Linked DNA regions of Capsicum annuum: region 2 is linked to region 1. The links are chromatin contacts, called in public Hi-C maps. All regions are on one chromosome and are shown on one strand. The core of a region is the stretch at or near the end of the contact, and the rest is flanking DNA. Distances in the headings are between cores, read along the strand shown.

The links. Hi-C and Micro-C count contacts between places; a contact is called where the count stands out from the background.
Region 2: a contact with region 1 is called in a Hi-C map of leaf, with 2.9 times the contacts expected there. The contact joins two enhancer-like sites. A contact is called at or near these places in 4 of 5 Hi-C or Micro-C datasets (bud, leaf and placenta).

What each region holds. Positions count from the first base shown.
Region 1 is chr7:219,896,720-219,903,487 of UCD10Xv1.1, reverse strand. LOC107878611 (ubiquitin-conjugating enzyme E2 35) reads right to left here. Exons shown (of 8, transcript XM_016725654.2): 4 at 6,399-6,457; 5 at 3,293-3,334; 6 at 3,133-3,206; 7 at 2,888-2,985; 8 at 2,511-2,756. The coding sequence ends at 2,719. Among protein-coding and RNA genes, the nearest start is that of LOC107878611, 5.5 kb to the right of the region's middle. Within about 2 kb of position 2,022, at least 5 of the 5 cell types and tissues checked have an H3K27ac peak or open chromatin away from gene starts, as enhancers often do. A contact at or near this core is called in leaf, where this site is marked.
Region 2 is chr7:219,963,284-219,970,464 of UCD10Xv1.1, reverse strand. It overlaps LOC107878613 (probable beta-1,3-galactosyltransferase 13), which reads left to right. Exons shown (of 7, transcript XM_016725656.2): 5 at 479-592; 6 at 1,294-1,436; 7 at 2,002-2,654. The coding sequence ends at 2,093. Among protein-coding and RNA genes, the nearest start is that of LOC107878613, 8.5 kb to the left of the region's middle. Within about 2 kb of position 4,889, at least 3 of the 5 cell types and tissues checked have an H3K27ac peak or open chromatin away from gene starts, as enhancers often do. A contact at or near this core is called in leaf, where this site is marked.

The DNA.
Region 1 (6,768 bases), core at 773-3,272:
ATAGATTTTGAGGTATTAGTATTTAGTAATATGCACCTCAATACACAATAGGGTGGATAACTAATATACATTAGTTATATCTAGACTAAAAAATATATCAAATAAAATACTAATAATATACAAGACTAATACATACATTGTTCGTTTTAATACACTCTACCAAACGACTTCTTAGACTGAATATAGTGTGATAAGGTTAATTCGAGTGATTGGTATAATAAGGTTCCTTCGGAGTTCGTACTATAGAAATATTTGACTAGCTAATTACAACCTCAACATAGATCAAAATATAAAATAAACGTACTCTTTAACTTGGTCTTACGTATATTTATATCCTCAATTTTAGGTATGTATAGATAGACACTTAAACTTATATAAAATTGAACAAGTAAATACATGTATCCTATATGACGTTCTACGTGAAACTTCACGTCCTATGCGTATTATTATGCAACATAGAATGCGTGTGTCTACTCGTTCAATTTTATACAAATTTAAATACTTACTTGTGTACATCCAAAACTGAAGGACATAAATATTAATTAAGACCAAGTTAAACGACACGTTTATTTATTATGCCAAGAAAATACAACACTAAATGGATGAGGCATTTAGGACAAGAAAAAACACAATATAAGGTACCAGACAGACTAAAAAAACTCCCCCTTATTCACTGTAGATTATGAGTGATTGAATTTGACATGACTTGTGAGAGAGTACATAAAAATAAAATTGGACCAAAAGCTTTTAGTATTATGACACATCATTCACATCATCCTTCATTATTGCCCCCCTCTGTAAAAATGTAACCGTTACTATCGTGGATAGCTCATACAACATAAACGTATCCGATGTAGTTTCATAAGTGGAGTTTGGAAGAGTTGTATGTACACAGATTAAATTCTGATCTTAAAAGATAGAGAAATTATTTCCGATGAACAGTCGACTTAAAAAGAATAAATATATCAAAGCAGTTTGAGTAAAAGAATTAATAACTGAAGAATTCACACCAGAATTATAATGAGAAAATACAAAATGTATGACAATAAGCTTTTTGTCTTTGCATGCTTCTGATTTCTGTACTCTGATACTTGCAGCTGTAATTTTACAAGGCAAAGGTAGCTTTGATCTCTATTCACTGTACTTTCTTGACGTGGCATGACTTGGACAAAGTAGTAAAGATAAGATACTGTCTATTCAGTCGAAGCACGTTAAAGCTTAAAGAAAGTACTTTGATACACTAAAACTTTAGCTATGTGCGAAATTCGAAAAGGAATCAAACCACAAGGGTCTTATCGTACGCAGGAGCGGACTTATGGCCTATTTTGTGGTGGTGCTCTGACACGCGTTAAATCTGATGCAGACTAATACAATTATATAAGAAATGCATAAAAAATGATGTAAGATTTTATAAAAGCAACCGGTAAACCAAGAAGACAACTGAGTGCTTTAAAATTTCTAGAGTCTACCATTGATAGTACGCAAAAGAGCCAAACCTATTGTACACAACTTCACCTTACATTTTTATAATTTGAACCCATGACCTCGTAATCATTGCATGAAAATAATTTTACCAATTACTCCAAGGTTTTCCTTCAAACAGGTTTATATCTTCTCCGATCATATGATCTATACTATTATTACCAAAATACTCCATTTGATTGATCAAGGAATTTTACAAGCCAAGTATTTTGAATCTTTTCATCTGATAGACCAAATACGTTAACGTTGCTTCAATAGCTACACTTGTTCGAATCCTTGTAGGTTATATAGAATGATGTTACTCCTATTAGTTAATATAGTATTAAAACAATTTGAAACATGTCACTACGAGGAAAATTGCAAATCATGGCATTTCTAAGATCATTCATGTAATGTCTTTATAACCTTGCAGTTGCTTGTAGCTCAGAAAAAATGCCCTTGACAAGCTATGGAAAAACTAAAGGGCCTAATCTCAAGATAAGGACAGGTAATATGAATAATGTACCAATAATTCTTTATAAAGCAAAGGTGCTTTAATATTCACTTTACTCATGGTAGGTACCACACTACCATGTGGAGCAACACTACTGTTGTTTATAAAAGCTATTTTGACTTGAAAACAACTAAAATAAGTCGATCGAAACAGGCTCTCATACCATATGTAAAGATACTAATTCTTCACATAGTTAAGAGTTCGATTATCTTCATTTCACATTGTTTTGGGGTTCATCTGCCCAATTAGATTGGAACGGAAGGATAAAACAGAAAAAATAATTATTCATGGAAAAATAGAAGTGAAAAAGCGGCACGGACAACCCCGAACAAACAATGCAGAATAGGGGGAAACAGAAAAGGATCGAAAGAAAAAAAGGGCCGAACTATGGATCTTCCTTGGCAAATTCATCTTCTTGAAACAAATCTATGGAGGTCGATCGATGCCAGCTGCAGCAATACTAATTTCCGATTCCAACCCACAGATCTGAATCATTTAACTGCTGTTGCAGTGACAAAATCCTAAACATATCCAGTTTTGTTGTAACAAGTTCATTCCTGAACATTAGAAAACCAAAGGGTGTCACATTATGTTATACAATTTCAAGGATGGAAGCAATTATGGGGAGGTAATTGGAAGAGTTCAGCCATTAACAGCCATCCGAGTATCATATTGATAAGCCAGTCAATAGTAGATTACATTCCATGATTTTTGTTATATTTGAATATTTCATTGCTATCTCTTCATGCACCACTAGCATATAGACGCGTCCACTCCTTAGCTGGATCATTGAAGAAAAAGGAAACTCAAATCAATGATCGAAGAAAAAATGTGTATACAGATTTGCATAACCAGAAGATGCTAATTTTCTACTTCTGCAGTAGTAAATGGAAAGACCACAACACAATTTACCCGTTTCAACAGCTTCAGCCTCATTTGCCTTCCAGTGCTTTGCGATGTTTTCAGAGAGTGGATCATCTGGATTTGGAGCACTCAAAAGTGCTTGAATGCTGAAACATGAATAAACTTTTTAAAGTTCCAACACCTTAGAAAGCTTAGTCTGGTTCTCATTTTCGTAGTATTCATCAGTCTTGCATCTTTTGGTGCATACAGAGAGATGAGAAAAATATTTCAAAGCATGATAAAATACTGAATACCTCAAAAGTACAGTACGGATCTGAAGAGCAGGACTCCACTTGTCTTTAAGAATGTCAAGACATATCCTACCAAGCTTCACATCAAAGACATACATAAGCAAAGGTATTTTATTTTTGTGGCTTATATCCATGTATGAAAGAGTTGATAAACACAACAAACCTTATCAATGTTCGGATGGTAGATTTTGGTGAGGAATCGAACCTGTTGGGATGCAAGTTGATCAATGACTAACCGACAGTATACACATAGCAAAACTTTACAACATGTTTAAACGTATAAAACAACAAACTTGCACAAGCAAATAATATCTGCAACTATTAAGATCAAGGGTACATGTTCTATTTAAGTAGAAGTCCACAATCATTTGAAAAGTAAGCTTCCTGAAAAGACTAAGCAACACCAGGTACATCATCCAGAAACATATCATGAAAAGCACCCAGGAAAAGTTGCAATATTATACCCCAACAGTCTTCCCGGATTTAGTATCTTTATGCATCTACACATATAGGTATTGCCTTTGTATAACTCCAAGCTTTTGCAGATGTAGGCAATCTCAAGTGTTTGAAGGACCGAGTAATTGTGTCCACGCCAGAACTAAGGTCATGAGTCATGACATCCTTCATCTTCAATTATCCAACAGATCATTAGTCCGAATACCAACTACAACAACAACAACAATATACCCAGTATATTCCCACATAGTGGGGTCTGGGGGTAGAGTGTACCCAGATCATACCACTACCTCCGAAGAAGTAAAGAGACTGTTTCCGATAGAACCCCAGCTTAGGACCGATAACAGTATAGCAAATCACAAAACATAAATGCGTATAGACTAGTACAGTATGCAAAATAAACTAACATCGGTATTCACAGGTAATACAACAGCCACCAGATACTACTAAAAAACTATCTAACCGAAAACATAGACATCACTCAACACCCACGAACAAGAAACTTCCAAACACAAATAAAGAAACGCTCCCGACTCCTAACCCTCTACCCTAATCTGCATCCTCCACACCTTCCTATCAAGGGTCATATCCTCTGTCAGCTGTAACTGCTCCATATCATGCCTAATCACCTTCCTCCAATATTTCTTCGGCCTACCTCTACCCGCCTAAAACCATCCATAGCCAGTGACACATACCTCCGCACTGAAACATCAGAGCCCCTCCTCATCACGTGCCCGAACCAACGGAACCGCACTTTTCGCATCTTGTCTTCCATCGAAGCCACCCCCACCTTCTCCTGAATAATCTCATTCCTCACCTTATCTTTCCTGGTATGGCCACACATCCATTGCAACATCCTCATCTCCTCCACCTTCAACTTCTGGATGTAGGAGTTCTTAACTGGCCAACACTCCGCTCCATACAACATAATTGGTCGGACTGCCACTCTGTAGAACTTACCTTTAAGTTTCGGGGACACCTTCTTATCACATAAAACTCCTGAAGCGAGCCTCCATTTCAACCACCCTGCCCCAATATAATGCATGACATCCTCGTCAATCTCGCCATTGCCTTGAATCATAGACCCCAGACTTGAAACTCTCCCTCCTCTGAATGGCCTGAGAGTCCAGCTTCACAACCACGTCAGCCTCATGCGACATATCACTAAGCTTACACTCCAAGTACTCCGTCTTGGTCCTGCTCAACCGAAATCCTTTAGACTCAAGGGTCTGTCTCCAAATTTCCAACTTATCATTAACTCCTCGAGTCTCGTCGATCAATACCACATCATCTGCAAATAACATACACCAAGACACCTCCCTTTGAATATGCCGCGTCAACACATCCATCACTAAAGCAAATAAAAAAGGGCTAAGAGTCGATCCCGGGTGCAAACCTATCAAAACCGAAAAGTGCTCTGAATCACCTCCTACCGTACTCACACGAGTCTTTGCATCATCATACATATCCTGAATCGCCCTAGTGTACGCCACGGACACCCCTCTAACTTCCCAGCACCTCCACAAAATCTTCCTGGGAACTCTATCATAAGCCTTCTCAAGATCAATAAACACCATGTACAAGTCTTTCTTCCTTTCCTGAAACTGCTCCACTAATCTCCTCACAAGGTGAATGACCTCCGTAGTCGAGCGACCTGGCATAAACCCAACTGATTCTCAGAAATAGTCACGATCCTTCTCAACCTCAACTCTACCACCCTTTCCCAAACCTTCATAGTTTGAATACCAACTAAGCCCAACAAATCTAAGAAACCTCACACAACAACATGCCAGTATGAATCACTGTCCAAAGTCATATCTATTAAAGTATCTTAAATAACCAACATAGACTAATTGTGGCATATTCAAATTTGACAAACAGTTCTTTTCACAACCTGATTGTCTTGGTCCTATTCCATCTCAGTCACGGGAAGTCCCATTCTTTTGAGTCTTCCCACGGGAAGTGCCCCCCCTTTGGCTAGGTTGAGAGAGTGTTCTTCCAAGAGCTCAAATTAAATTTCTAGGTGAAGTTCAACAATGGTATTTGCACATTGTTACTACCACATAGTAACAGACTTTAAAAATCACAAAAATTGATCATTAGTACTTTATTTATTCCAAAAATAACATGTATCGCGAAACCAATATCTAGGTAGCCCAAGTATACTATTTTCACAATCCCACACTGCATATAAATGGAAGCAGAATGTGAGGAAAACAGTCACCTAACCAGTACTCCTAGAAAAGCAACCTCAACATGTACAAAGTTGTGAAACATGATCCCAGATCAATAGGATTGTCTCCTAGTTTTTCAACTGCCATGAGCTTCTCTGTGTATGCATCTCATATCAAACTTGAGCATCTATTAACAAATATCATGATCAAATTACAATACTAAATGCATAAATTTTTACCTTCATTTCCTTATCTAGAAAAATGTACAAACTACATAAACACTTCACCTAACATGTTCACTTAGGTAGCAGTAAATAACAGCTAATAACAGGGTAAAAGAAAGCAGAAAAGCTTTACCAACTGAGAAGTTCCAAATCCAGAATGATACACTAGGAAGTTAAAATGTTGCAACATACTGCCAGACATTAAAACATCAGACTGTAACTTCCAGCGGAAAGGCATATTCAAATTGAGTTATAACACTAAGCCAGGAGAGAGATGGCAACATCAACCAAAAAAAAAAAGAGCCAAATATAGCTAGCAAAGGGACATTATCAAGAAACAAAAATGCAGAACATCAACTGGAATTTGTCAAACATCCACTGCCAGAGAAATCATCTATTTAATGTATTTATATACCTTAGGAGCAGCCATTGGGTACTCTTCAGGCAAAAATAGTTCGAGCTTGAAGACACCTCCTACAGAAAGAAGGTACGCCGATTAGGTAAAAGGAGAAACAAAGAGGAAAAGCATACTGCAGGCAGAACATATATTATTCAAAATACGCCTCTAGCATCATCATCTAAATCACTGTCCAACAAAACCAAGGAAATTTAGAAGAGCTAAAAGAGAAGAACGTTGTAAACATGCATATCACAAAACAATAGAAGGTGGTTGATGGGTGTCTTGCAGCTGAATGCTATCCGTTAGCAACCGTTTCTACTAGACATCAATATTCAACGTTTTAAACTAACAGCAGCCAGATTTCAGCTATGCTCCTGAGAATCCA
Region 2 (7,181 bases), core at 3,640-6,139, 64 kb before region 1:
AAGTTCGGAGTCCGCCTCCCAAGCATCAATGTTTTCAAGCAAACACAATCACTGGTGATTCCACACTAGATCTTGCCCTAGTTTCAGTTGGTGGCTTTTCCAAGCCCCAACTATGGTGTTCCAAGTCTTACAAGACTTACAATAATATCCCAAAAACTCCTAATGGAAACCCTAGCATGTTACTTATATAGTTATTACAAAATGAAAGCTAAAAATGACCAAAAGGCCCTTAAGTGATGGGCTCCCATCAAGTGTAGTGTTTGGACTGTTTTGGGTGCATAATTAGGTCCTCTTTGGCTCTTCAATTGAACACACCAAGTCTTGGATCCAACACGCACTCTCATAAATCCATGTCCGGAATTATTCTTGTATCAATAGCTCAAAAAATACCATGTGAAAAATGAAAATCCTTCTTCAGTATACTATAAATTTCCATCCATTTTTCAGCAAAAATTTAACCTCTCCGAAATTGGTGCAGGTATGAACCACTTGGATATATGCTTGGGAAGGAGTATTTTCTCCATGCTTACGGTCCTATTTATGCTCTTTCTGCTGACGTTGTTATGAGTTTGGTTGCTCTCAGGAACAACAGGCAAGTTGGCTTTGTACAAAATTCTGTCAATGATCTATCCTGAAGTGCACACCGTCACTCCATACAGTTTTATTTTTGGAAAGTTATTAGTAGGTCCTGTTTACTGCTGTTGGGTGTATTACGTCTGGAATTTGTTCCTGTTGGCCTGCCAGGTTGGCCCAGGCAGACCTTTAATTTTTTCTCATCACATAAAAACAAAAAGACCCTAACGTCTTTATAAACTAAAAAATGTGAAGAATAAACTAACTTCTTTTCACTTTAGGTCATGTTATCTTATAGCATTCATGTAGCACTCTCGTATTTTCGTCATTTCAAAAAGTCCGTTGCATACAGACCCCACTTTGTGGGAACATAATGGGTATGTTGTTGTCAAAAAGTCTGTTGCATCTTCATCTGTCATGTTATTATCTTGAAAGACTTGTCATAGTTATTTAAATTGTCTCCGTCAATTAATTCTTCAATTTGAAATTCTTATTCTGTGTGAACTGTGAATAATAGAAAAGTTACCACCTTCAAAAAATAAATAAGATAGCACAAGATTTTTATTGTAAACGCTGGATATGTATTAGTTATTACTTATTACACATCACACTGCTTTCGGTACCTCTTTCTCTATTTTTATTCAACCTTGTGTCTACACTTAATTCACAGTCAAAAGCATAATAGCTGATAAGCTATCTCCCTTGCTGTTAAATTTTCAGTTTCCGAATGTTTAGCAATGAAGATGTTACAATTGGTTCCTGGATGCTTGCGATGAATGTTAACCATGAGGATAATCGACAACTATGTGAACCAGTGTGTACCCCTTCATCCATTGCTGTGTGGGACATTCCCAAGTGTTCAGGTGTGTGCTCTTATTCTTTCGAAAATCAATGCTCCACATATATCCCTCTGGTGATTTATTCAGGGAAAGCCTATGAACTTTTGCTTTGATGCATGTTGGAGCATGAATTGAACACTCAGGATGGGGACAAATGAATCTCTAGATTGAAACTGCTAGTTTTGGCCATTTCCTTAAATGATACCTATTTTAGAAAAAGAATTTCGGATACTTACTATTATTGGTAGAAATATTATTGATAATCTTAGTCACAATATCTTTGCATTACTGTGCTCAACGGCTTGGGAATCTGCTGGTTCTCTGTTTCTTGTAGCATCTTAACACTTGATAGTAAGTGTGAATCTCTGCGGCCCCAATTCTCTTTTTGCATCATCCCTTGTACGTCTTCTTTTTTTCCCTCCGTTAAGCTAAAGTTTACCCTTTTACATCTTCTATAAGAGGTATTTGCCCTTTTATCTGGGCAATTAAATCACCGATACACCAGCTTAATGTCTTCAAAATTTCTTTACTCGCAATACTTCTCTTGCCAACTAGCTGATACCGTTATTGACTTAACTTTATCCTCTAGGGTTGTGTTACCCTGAGAAGAAAATGTTGGAACTTCATGCAAAAGATGCCTGCTCGAAGAGTCCTACTCTGCCATCAGATGAGGAGGATTAACGTTCATTGCCATCAAACCCAGTAAACGGGCAGATTGTTTACAGATTGATTCATTCCTTTTGGTTAATGAGCTCAGTCAATGTCGCTGCTGGAAATCACCTCTGCTAAATGTGACGTGCATTTTGTAACTTACCCGTGCGACAGTATTTGAAGGAACATACTGTTCTACCGGTTGTTGTAGCATTTCGAGATCAGAGTTTTTGTTGCAATAGGAGATTTATGGGAGACTTTGCGGCGTAGTTTATAGGAGCAAGAGATTACCTTAGTTCTCCTGTTGAGTACATTACTGTGTTTGAGCACTGTGGAGGAGAAGATAGTAGTATTCATTATCTATGAAGAATCTTGAGGTTTTTCGGAATTCATATGTAAAGTATGTGATGATTGTTTCTAGCAAACAGTATCATGAAAAGATACATATATAGTTTTTGGTCTTTCAGAAGAAATACATTTGTATCATAGATAAAGTTCGTGTACACTCCATCCTCTCTTAACGCCCCTCCTACATTTGGGTATGTTGCTATATATTTGCAATGAATGGGTAAAATGTACCTCATTGAAGTCTCATTTTTTTTTTTTTTTTTTTTTTGCTATTTAGAAACCTTTTTATTAATTTATATAAGTGACTATATTTTCAATGATCTTATAAACATTTGGTATATTCTAAACAAAACCACCCTTACTAATGGCTACTTGGAGAATAGTTAGCCGGATCCATGGTTTATATTCTCTAGCCAGTATACAGAAATTACATGCTAATAACATATGGTTATGCATGTGTTATACATTTTTCAGTTATATTCGATTTAAGTCGTTGGATAAGCAGTTATTTATGTTAAACTCGTCGAAAAATAACAAAAACATATACCTTAACTCATTATATTTAGACAAATCTCCACTCTTACAAAGTAAATGCAAAAATTTCAACTTGTTATGTTTCTTCGTTGGATGTATCGGAAGCTAATTATTATTTTTACAAAAGAAAAAATATATATTTGTTGGATGTATCATGTATCTCGACAAACTCAAAATCGAAAAAAATGTATCACGAGCTAATTATGTATCTCGACAGACTCAAAATTGGGATTTTCAACAATTATATAAAATGTCGGAATTTTCTATAATTAAGCTTCAAACTGTAGTGGTTTATGTTGTTTGCCCATAATTCGTCTCTTTCCTATTTGGTTCTCTTGATGGGCCTATTGGGTTTTCTAGGCAAACTTTGGTAGATTTACTTGAGTTATTAAAGCCCAATGAGAACTGAAAGACTCACTTCCAACTCTGTAATACCTGTTTATCAAAATGAACCATAATAGTAAAAAAAAAAAAAAAAAAAAAAAAATGTATTCAATATTAGAACGTTAAAGATTGAAATCTTAAAGTTTATATTTGAATCAGTCTACTCAGATATATTAAAAGAAAAATCATTATAGTCCAAATTGACGTATAAGAAAACGTGGCGTAATGTTAGATTGGTAAACACTTTGTGCGCATCAGGTGTTTAAATAAAGTTAATAGATATACATGATATACGTTATACATAATCGTTTAACACTTAACTATGATTAATCTGACATGCACTTCTCACCTCATTAAATCACTTAACTATAATATATTTATATGATTTGTCAAAAATAAATCTCTTTTTCTAAAAAAAAAATAAATAATATGGGGGTAATAATCTAATGTATCATAATTCTAAAGTTTTATGACGAAAATTAAATATTTCTTTATTTATATTTTTGTAAAAATAAATCTATAGTAACTTAGTAAGTATTTATCATAATTTTTCAGTTTTATAGCAAAAATTAAATATTTCTCTATTTATATTTTTGTTGTATTCTTCTTTTAGGGTGGTGAAGGAGGACCCACTAAATTAATATTAGATACACTATCTTTTATTTATGAAGGTAGAGAGCATCCTAAGTCAATATTCACGAGACTATGGTCAGCATATTTATGCTTTACCCCCATTGTCAAATTTCACATGAGGAATTCTTGCAAAATATATATATATATATATATATATATATATTATTTTACTAATAAAATTTCAAATTTTATAAATGAAATTTCAGGATATTATCATGGAGAACGAAATCGAACCGTCCTACATAGAAAGCTTTTGACTGTTCGAGAATTAGGTCACAATACCAAAAGATTGCATCGTTATTTCGCTTGTGAAATTTGAAATTCGATGACGATCATATGCCCTTGGATAATATTTCAGTGAAAGTTTACAATAAATTATATTAATTCAGTATGATTACTGCTAAAAATAATAAAATGTGTATTAAGCATGTATTTATTCGGTTGATATAATTAGTGACGGAGTTAAAATTTGACAACGAATAAATCTTAGAGGCTACGTCTAGAAGATGGATAACTGAACCGAAAAATTAACTCAAAATCCAACAAAATTTCATGCCAGAGGCATCTTTCTGAACAACAAACATTCAGATTAAATATAAAAGTGGGATATATTTTTCCTTTTTTCTAAAAAAAAAAAAAAACGTACTAGATCAGAACGTTAAAATAACTAATAAAATTATTATTATATGATCAGGAGATCATGATTCAAGTAGTGAAAATAGCACTTTGAAAAAATGCATGATAAATTTACGTAATATAAATTTTTATAACCTGATCATCTCTCAAACTTATGAATAGCGATAACTTTAGTAAAAATATTTTTTTTTTTCTTTTAAATAGATGGGAACAGAGTGGCCAATGAGTAGTGAAGAAAATACTAACCAAAAAGCACTTGATGACAAAAAATGTTCACAACCCAAACATGAGGAGAACTCCATTTTCTTGAATAACTTAAATTACTCTGAATTTCTGATGATGCCCATACCCCCCCCCCCCCCCCGACCCACCCAATCCCTCCGCCCCCTAAAATAAACTCTCAACCACCCACACCAATTGTTTTATTTTATTAAAATTTTTGTGCATTTAAGAGGAATCCAATGAACCCCAACAACAAACAATTGGGATAATTACTACTCCTACACAATGGTTTTAGTTTATGTTTTTAGGTTCTTGTGATTTTTAATAAATTAATAAATTAAATCTGGCAAAAAACAGAAGTCAGAAGAATATATACCAGTATAGGCTACCTAGCTAGCTTCTTTTCTAAGTTAATAATTCAGAATTTATTAGCTTATATAGAAATAAAATGTTTTTTTCTTTTTTACAAAATAACTTAATAGTATAGAGAAATTAGACAACTCATGATTTGATATTATTTAGGAATGAATATTATAAGCTTAAAAGTTAAAAGGGTTTTTAACTTATCGCAACATTAGTTGCACACTTACAATATGGTATTGACTAGGTTCATACTTTTTTTTTTTTTTTTTCAAAAGATAACCCCATTTTCTTTTACTTCAATAAAAATTACTTATCTTTTCTTATTTGTTTTTTATTTGTCATTTGATGTCCGATACCCGTTTTGAAACCTAAGTAATTTAGATTTGATGTCCGATACCCATTTTGATTCCTAAGTAATTTAGAGTTGCTTCAGAAAGTCTTATATTAAAGATAAAGCGCAATCTACAAAAGCAACTCTATATATTGTAGTACTTCCTTCGTTTCATTTTATGTGTCGCCTTTTGATCGAACACGAATTTTAAAAAATGAGTGATGACTTTGTAAAGTTTATAAAATTACCCCTCTTAAAGTTTACTTTTTAGTTGTCTTTTCTTATTGAATGGAATCCAATAAGAATAAAATGAGAATGCTGTCATTAAATAGTTATCAAATAAAGAAAGATCATATTTTTTTTGGAACGAACTAAAAAAGAATAGCGATACATAAAATAAGACGAAAAGAATATTATTTTTCTTATAACAAACGGGAAAAGAGTTAAAACGACAGTGAAAATGAGACGAACGGAATAACTATTTTTCGCCCTTGAACTTTGTGAAAACCGTACCCTCCTTAGTCCTTCCATTTCTCTTTTTTTCTTTCTTTCTTGATTTAGCCTTTTTTCAAAAAAAAATAAAAATTAAAAATTAAAAGACATCCTAAATTGGAGCAACCCTTTGTCTTTTTGGCCCCTTCAATCACGTGCTATTTCAGTTTCTTGAAAACAAAAAAAAACTTTGCTCGTTCCAAATTATGTATCGTCGTTTGACCGGACATAATATTTAAGAAATAAGTATTAATTTAGTTAAAGTTACAAAATTATCCTTCTTAAAAAAAGAATAATATTATTTAAAATTAAGTGAGACCACTTTTAATTAAAAAAATAAATAAAAAAGAGTAATAGTATTTAAAATTAAGTGGAACCACTAAAGGTAAAATTGTAATTGTGTTTTTAAAAACTTACCATATAAGGAAAGAGGATATTTTTTTAGGACGGATCAAAAAGAAAATGGTGACACATAATTTGGGACGGAGGGAATAACAAATTATTTTGGATACTAAAATGGTGCAAAAACTGATGGTCAAATATATGGCCATTGCCAGATTTTTGTTATTCAGTATGGGAGTTTTGATGATGATGATGATGATGAAAAGAGTAGCAGCATCTATATATCACAATTTTCTTATCCTTTTCTTCTTCTTCATCTGTAACGGTTTAAGTCGTAAAAACAATTTCTTACAGAAATATAAAGTAACGTTACGTATAATAAATTCTTATAGTTTCATTCGATCCTTTTCAGAACTTTGTATCTAGTGGAAGTTTTAGTATACCAGACTGTTCTAGGTTTTCCTTTTCTTTTTTTTTTCTACAATGGTTCAAATCGCAGAAATAACTTCTTACAGCGAAGTAAAGTAGCGCTACGTATAATAAATCCTTAATTATAGTTTTGGTCCTTTTCAGAACTTCGTACATAGTAGAACTTTAATACACCAGATTGTCCTGCCTATTCGTTTCTTATCCTTTCTGCAACGTAACGGTTCAAGTTGCGGAAATAACCACTGGCAGAAATGTAAAGTAACACTACGTATAATAAATCATTATATTCGATTCTTTTAAGAATTTCGTACATAGTGAAAGCTCACTATAGTGGATTAGACTGTCCTGCCTTTTCTTTTTCTAATTCTATGTATTAATTAATTACGTAAAGTTTTTGTTATTTT